Linked DNA regions of Sus scrofa: region 1 is linked to region 2. A link is a contact called in public HiChIP or PLAC-seq data. All regions are on one chromosome and are shown on one strand. Each heading gives the region's core, a stretch centred on a gene start, on an enhancer-like site or on the middle of the called end of the contact. The rest is flanking DNA. Distances are from core to core; before and after follow the strand shown. Region 1 holds the start of AP1M2 (AP-1 complex subunit mu-2). Region 2 has its middle 17 kb from the start of CDC37.

What was found. HiChIP or PLAC-seq counts read pairs in DNA pulled down with a chosen protein or histone mark.
Region 1: a contact with region 2 is called in an H3K27ac HiChIP or PLAC-seq map of alveolar macrophages. The contact joins the promoter of AP1M2 here to the enhancer-like site in region 2. A contact is called at or near these places in 2 of 5 promoter capture datasets (fetal liver and fetal skeletal muscle), 3 of 47 Hi-C or Micro-C datasets (alveolar macrophages, embryonic fibroblasts and epiblast stem cells) and 1 of 2 datasets of contacts at active chromatin or transcription factors (alveolar macrophages).

What each region holds. Positions count from the first base shown.
Region 1 is chr2:69,351,871-69,355,275 of Sscrofa11.1, reverse strand. AP1M2 (AP-1 complex subunit mu-2) reads left to right here and starts at 1,370. Exons shown (of 11, transcript XM_021083790.1): 1 at 1,370-1,526; 2 at 3,230-3,386. The coding sequence starts at 1,485.
Region 2 is chr2:69,227,709-69,231,439 of Sscrofa11.1, reverse strand. It overlaps a transcript of PDE4A not described here. Among named protein-coding and RNA genes, the nearest start is that of CDC37, 17 kb to the right of the region's middle. Within about 2 kb of position 2,224, at least 33 of the 83 cell types and tissues checked have an H3K27ac peak or open chromatin away from gene starts, as enhancers often do. A contact at or near this core is called in alveolar macrophages and fetal liver, where this site is marked.

The DNA.
Region 1 (3,405 bases), core at 121-2,620, 120 kb before region 2:
ACAACAACAAGCTAATGAATACAACAAAGAAGGAGCAGACACAGATACAGAGAATAAACGGTTGCCATTGGTGGGGAGGGGCAATGCAGGGGAGGCAAGACACAAATGAATGAGTGTAAGATAGGCTACGAGGCTGTATTTACAACACATGGGGAACATAGGAAATATTTTGTAATAACTGTAAATGGAGTGTGACCTTTAAAAACTATATAAAAAGAAGTTCTGTTTTGGCTTAGTGGTTAATGAACCCGACTAGCATCCATGAGGACGTGGGTTCGATCCCTGGTGTCACTCAGTGGGTTAAAGCTCTGGCATTGCCGTGAGCTGTGGTGTAGGTTGCAGATGCGGCTCGGATCCCAAGTTTCTATTGCTGTGACGTAGGCTGGTGGCTGCAGCTCCAATTTGACCCCTAGCCTGGGAAACACCATGTGCTATGGGTGCAGCCCTAAAAGGACAAAACAAACAAACAAAACTGTATAAAAAATTAGAAAAATTACAAAAATAATTTTTTGGGTTGCACACAGAAGTTCTAGGCCAGGGATAGAATCTACACCGCAGGAGTGACAATGCTGGGTCCTCTAGCCACTAGGGCACTAGGGAACTCCCTAAATTTTTTTTAATAAAAGAGTAACATTAGGAATAGTAGTAAAAGCAGCTACATTTGTCCTGTGCAGCATGCAAACCACAGTTTCTGGGAGTTCCCATTGTGGCACAGCAGAAACAAATACGACTAAGAACCATGAGGTTTCGGGTTCGATCCCTGGCCTTGCTCAGTGGGTTAAGGATCCTGCATTGCCGTGAGCTGTGGTATAGGTCGCAGATGCGGCTCAGATCTTATGTTGCTGCGGTTCTGGCGTAGGCCCGGCAGCTGTAGCTCCGATTAGACCCCTAGCTTGGGAAACTCCATATGCCTGTGGCTGCGGCTCTAAAAAAAAAAAAAAAAGCCGCAGTTCCGGGCATGGAGTGGAAGAATTTATCAGCGAGTGAATGAAGACATTAATTAGTAAATATGTAGGGTATTAATTAATTAGGCACACATTGAGCACCCAGCCAGCACTAGTCACTGAGGCCCCAGGCATGAAAAACACAAGTCCCTGCTCTATGGGATGAATACCCGCGTGGTAGTGACAAGAGAAACGAATGAGTGGCTGGGTGGTGGTTGGTTGGATGGTTAGATGGATGAATGGATGGATGAATAGTTTGTTGGCTGGATGGATAGATGGTTGGTCTGAGATCTCCGCCCAGCCCATCGACACTCCAGGATGCAAAGGGAAAGTGAGGCGGGGCAGCTGTCCCAGCCGAAGCTCCGCCCTCGCAGCGTCTTCTCGTCGGCCGACAGCGCCGCTCACCTGGAGACCTCCCCTTTAAGACGCGCTCACCTGGGTCCTCACCTGCGCGCGGGCGCTTCCGCAGGAAGAAGGAAGCGGCGCCACTGTCGCCTCCTGGAGTTCCCTTCCCACCTCCCTAGTCCGCCGGCCGCCACCATGTCCGCCTCCGCTGTCTTCATCCTCGACGTTAAGGGCAAGGTGAGGCTGGGGGCGGGGAGGAGGGGACGGACAGGTGAGGCTCCGCTCTCCCCGACCCAGGGGCGGGCCTCCGGGTCTCGAGGCCCCAGAAAGCTCTGGTGTGTAGGAACACCCCTCCCCCAAGGCCTGGGTGTCCCGCGCTAATCCCACCTTCGCTGTTTACCAGTCGCGTGTCTGAGGCAAGGGGCCTCGCCTCTCTGAGCCTCAGTCTCACTGTCCATGCAAATGGGAATGAATAAGACAGTCCCCACCCAAGAAGAAAGAACACAACCCCATGTCTGTATATTAGTTAGCACAGTTCCCCTGCTGCAAACATTTGGCATTTAATCTGTTGAAATTATTTCTATCATCATCCTCCATATTATTATTTGGGGAGAACAGCACAGGCAGAAGACCCTAATTATCCTTTGAGGCTGCCTTGTCCCTTCTTGGAATCCCCTCCCATTTGTCATGTCATTCAATAGCAATAATAATAGTGGTGGTGAGAGTAATATTCCTGATAATAATATTGAAAGCTAAGGTGTGTGAGGACCTGCTTAGTGCCCGCTGGGTTCTAAAACACTGGACTACATAACCTCCCCAAGTAGGTACTACTATTATTGACTGCTACTGCCTGCCAGACAGAGCATATGAACTAGAAGATGTATATGGGTATAATCATTTTTCTTTTTTTGTTTTTTCTTTATTTTTTTGGCCACGCCCATGGCATGCGGAAATTCCTGGGCCAAGGAATCGAACTCAAGCTACAGCTACAACTGGAGCCACAGCAGTGACAACGGTGGACCCCTAACCTGCTGAGACACTAGGGAACTCTTCTTTCCTTCCTTTCTTCCTTCTTTTCTTTCTCTCTCTCTCTTTCTTTTTTTCTCTCTTCTTTCTTTCCTTTTTTTTCCCTTTATATGGTGTTCCCCTGGGCTAGGGATCAAATCCCAGCAGCAGTTGTGACCTGTGCTGCAGCTTTGGCAACACCAGATCCTTCACCCACCGTGCCAGGCTGGAGATCAAACCTGCATCCCAGGCTGGAGATCAAACCTGCACAGAAACACTCCCAATCCCATTGTGCCATGGTGGGAACTCCTCTCTTTCTTTCCTTTCATCATCTCTACCTTACCTATTTGGTGATAGAAGCCGTGCTTGAGAGCAGGAATTCTAGAGCCAGGATTCAATTCTTGGCTTCCCCACTTACTGTGGAGATGATTCATACCTCAGTTTCCCCATCTGTAAAATGGAAATGATGAGATCACCAACCTCACGCTTGTGGTGACAATGAAATAAATCATCAAACAGGAGTTCCCGTCATGGCTCAGTGGTTCACGAATCTGGCTAGGAACCATGAGGTTGTGGGTTTGATCCCTGGCCTTGCTCAGTGGGTTAAAGATCCAGCATTGCCTTGAGCTTTGATGTAGGTCACAGATACGGCTCGGATCCTGCATTGCTGGCAGCTACAGCTCCAATTGGACCCCTATCCTGGGAACCTCCATATGCCATGGGTGGGGCCCTAGAAAAGACATAAACAAACAAATAAATAAATAAATCCACAAATATCCTGGCATTTTGCAGAAGAGGAAACTGAGGTGCAGAGAGGCAGAGCCTTGCCCACACCCCTTAGCCAGCAAGTGGGCTCAGAGCCTCGTGCTCTGATGCCTCTGGCAGGAATGTCCCTGGATCCCAGAGGTGACCAGCCCTTCTCTGTCCACTCTCAGCCCTTGATCAGCCGCAACTACAAGGGCGACGTGGCCATGAGCGAGATCGAGCACTTCATGCCTTTGCTTATGCAGCGGGAGGAGGAGGGTGCCCTGGCCCCACTGCTGAGCCATGGCCGGGTCCACTTCTTGTGGATCAAATACAGCAACCTCTACTGTATCCAGCCACAGGTGGG
Region 2 (3,731 bases), core at 975-3,474:
ACAGGGTTCTTACTAGCCCCATATCAGGGATGGGGAAGCTGAGACCCAGAGAGACAAGTGACTTGGCCAGCGTCACCCAGTCTGGAAGGAATACAGCTGGATTATGAATTGAGTTGTCTCGGAGGTCCCATTGTGGCTCAGTGGGTTAGGAACTCAACTAGTATCCATGAGGATTTGGGTTCGATTCCTGACTTCGCTCATTGGGTGAAGGATCTGGAGTTGCTACATCATAGGTCACAGATGTAGCTCGGATCCAGAGTTGCCATGGCTGTGGGGTAGGCCGGCAACTGCAACTCTGATTTGACCCCTAGCCTGGGAACTTCCATGTGCCACAGGTGCGGCCCTTAAAGAAAAGAAAAAAGGGGTCCCCTTCATGGTTCAGAGGTTAACGAATCTGGCTAGGATCCATGAGGATGCGGGTTTGATCTGTGGCCTCAGTCAGTGGGTTCAGGATCCAGTGTTGCTGTGAGCTGTGGTGTAGGTCACAGATGCAGTTCAGATCCCACGTTGCTGTGGTTGTGGTGTAGGCTGGCAGCTGCAGCTCCAATTCGACCCCTAGCCTGGGAACCACCATATGCCACAGGTGTGGCCCTTTAAATAAATAAATAAGTAAATAAGTAAAACCAACCCTGACCATGGCCTACAAGGCCCTTCCTGATCTGTCCCATCACCTCCCTGCCTCATCTCGTTCCAGCACCCCTTGCTCACTCTGCTTCAGCCACATGTGCTCCCTGCTTTTTCCCCAACATGTGAGACACACTCCTACCTCAGACCCTTTACACGGGCTGTTCTCTCTGTTTGTCATTCTCAACTCTCAGGCACCCATATAGCATTCTCTTTCACTTCATTTAGGTCTCTGCTCAGATGTCACCTCCTCAGAGATGCCTTCCCTGACCTCAGGGTCCCTCATTTCTTTATGTCCCTTGTGTCACCATCTGGAATTATCAAATGCTTTTACTTGCTATTTCTTCCTCACTACCTAGTCTGGGAACCCCAGGACAGCAGAGACTGGGGCCATTTCATTCTTCACACCAGCCTGAAAATGCTCAATCAATGTTTATGGAGTGGGGAGTTCCCTGGTGGCCTAGGGGCTAAAGGGTCTGGTGTCATCCCTGCAGTGGCTTGGGTCACTGCTGTGACAAGGGTTCTATCCCTGGGCAGGGAACTTCTGCATGCCTCAGGCACGGCAGGAAAAAAAAGTTGCAGAATAAATGGCTCTGTTGCAGATGAGGAAACTGAGGTCAGGAGAGATGAAATCCTTTCCCAAGGTCACATGGCAAGTTAAGGGCAAAGGCTGGTTTGGGGCTCTTACTCATGAGTGAAAACAGTGGGCTCAGACATCTTCCCAAACTCTGTCCTCCCTCTGTCAATCTAGTTCCTTCAGGCCCAAGGCCCTAATTTCCTGCAACTCAGAGGAGTTTGCGGTCAATCTGTTGCTGGGGAGAGAGGGGGGACCCTAGCAGCCAGGGCCCAGGACTGTGGTTTGGGGGACTCCCCCCTTTCCCTCTGCTAAGGAAGTACATTTTGAGGAAGTGAAGTTCTCAAGACACTATCTCCCGGCTGTCTGGCCCCAACGCCAGCCTTACTGCAGCCCTGGGGGTGGGCAGATCTTATTCAGCAGGACTTACTGATAAAGAGAATGAGGCAGAGAGAGGAATAATGCTAGCCCCAGGTCACAGAGCGACACAGTCAGCAGGGCTACAATCTGAATCTCACCCACTGGCCTGAAGTCCAGGAAACCTGGTTTTTAACCACAATTCTGCCCTTCCTCGATGTGTGACCTTGGGCAAATCACTTGTCTCTCGGTTTCTTAGGCAGGAATGGAAAGCCAAAGAATAAAAACGCAGGTTGGGGAGTTTGTGTTGCGGAGCAGCGGAAACGAATCCAATTGGTATCCAAGAGGATGCCGGTTCCATCCCTGGCCTTGCCCAGTGGGTGGGGGATCCCGAGTTGCCATGAGCTGTGGTGTAGGCAGCAGAGGCCCCTCGGATCCTGCGTTGCTGTGGTGTAGGCCGGCAGCTGTAGCTCCGATTCGACCCCTAGCCTAGGAACTGCCATATGCCACTGGTGCGCTCCTAAAAAGCGGGAAAAAATAAAACCTCAGGTTGGTGTTGGGAGGCCCTGGCATGGGCATCATGATGGGCAAGCGTGCGAGGAGGCGAGATGGGAACTCCGCGTCCTCAACTTTTCCGCCAAGTTCCTCTCCATCCGCCAGGTGGCCCTTCTCCACTATGTACAGCCGGGGCGGGGGAGAGGGGGTGTTGGGGGCTGGGGTTTGGGGTGGGGTCGAGGATGGAAGTAGCGGCCTGGTCCCAATCAGGGGTGGGCGAGAGCCTCGTCCTCAGCCTGCGGTTGACCGACCTGGCGCCCTCTCTCCGGGGCGCTCAATAAACATGAAATAGTAATACGGGACGCTGCGGCAGTGGCGGCGGCGGCGACTTGACTCTGCTTGAGGACGAGAGTGCGGGAGGCAGGTCTGGACTCCGAGAGCACACTCAGCCTGTACCTTTCTTGTGACCCAGCAGAGGGCGCGCGGAGGAAGGGGCGCGAAGAGAGACTGACTCTCCGAAGCACCCGGCGGCGGGGATGTGGAAGCGCCAAGGACTAGGGGAGGAAAAGACCCAAGGGGAGTCCACCAGCCAGAGAGAGACCCCAGTCCGGCTGAGTCCACTCCCTCCTGGGGCAGGACAGCGCCCCCCTCACTGGGGACAGTCTGGGGGGTCCAATTCAGGCGAGTCCCCCCCGCGCCCCACTTCACCACCAGAGTCCTTCTCTTCCTCCCGCTCCATCTGCCTCTTGACAGATCGTTTTTGGTGCCATGACTCAGCCCCACAGGGCGCCGGAAGCGCAGGCTCTTACATCCCCAGGTCTGGAGGGGGACTGTGGATGTCATCTCAGATAGGGGGTAGTGCCCTCTCTCTAGTGATTCCTGTGATTCAGGTCTGGAGGGCTCTCTGGATCCCCTTTTTGGTGCCCACGTGAACTCCAACGCAGGCAGCACTGGAACCCCCTGCGTGTGCTCCCTTTCTGGAGAACTGGGCTGGCAGATTGCCCATTCCTAAGAAACAAGATTCCCACTGGAGGCCTTTCAGTTTCCCCTTCCTCCTTCTGCCTGGTGGTGGGGGGAAGGGGAAGGGGGCCGGATGCTGGCACCAATGTCCTCCCTCCCACCCAGCCACTGGAGGCCACACAGGCCCAGAGTGAAACAGAAACCTGAGCCCCTGTGGGGATGTGGTTGAGGTTCCCGTTTTTTCCTTCCCACCCTAGAGGAGCAGGGTCTACCAGGCCCCACCTCCTCTCCCAAATCTGGGTCCCTGAGTGCCTATCTATGGAGCACTCCCTTTGTAAGTCTTTTACAGACACCCCCAACCTCAGAGTCCTCTCCAAATCACTCCCACAGGGCAGTGCCAACAAAAGCTCCACTTTACAGATGAGAAATTGGGGCTCAGAGAGGGCAAGACACTTGTGCCAGGACACACAGGCATCAGACAGACCTGTGCTGGAATCTCAGCTCTGCCACTTCCTGATTGTGTGAACTTGGTCAGGAAGGAGAAGGGGCTTCACCCCCCTGGTCCTCAGTTTTCTCCAACAGGAATACCTTGTGGGGCACTGGGGATGAAGATGTGTGAAAAAGTCCTCAGCATGGAGCCTGAAAATGAGCCATTAAGAGATGGATCACACTAAGATAATGATGCAACCACTCAGCCACTATCCCCAGAGAGTCAGCACCC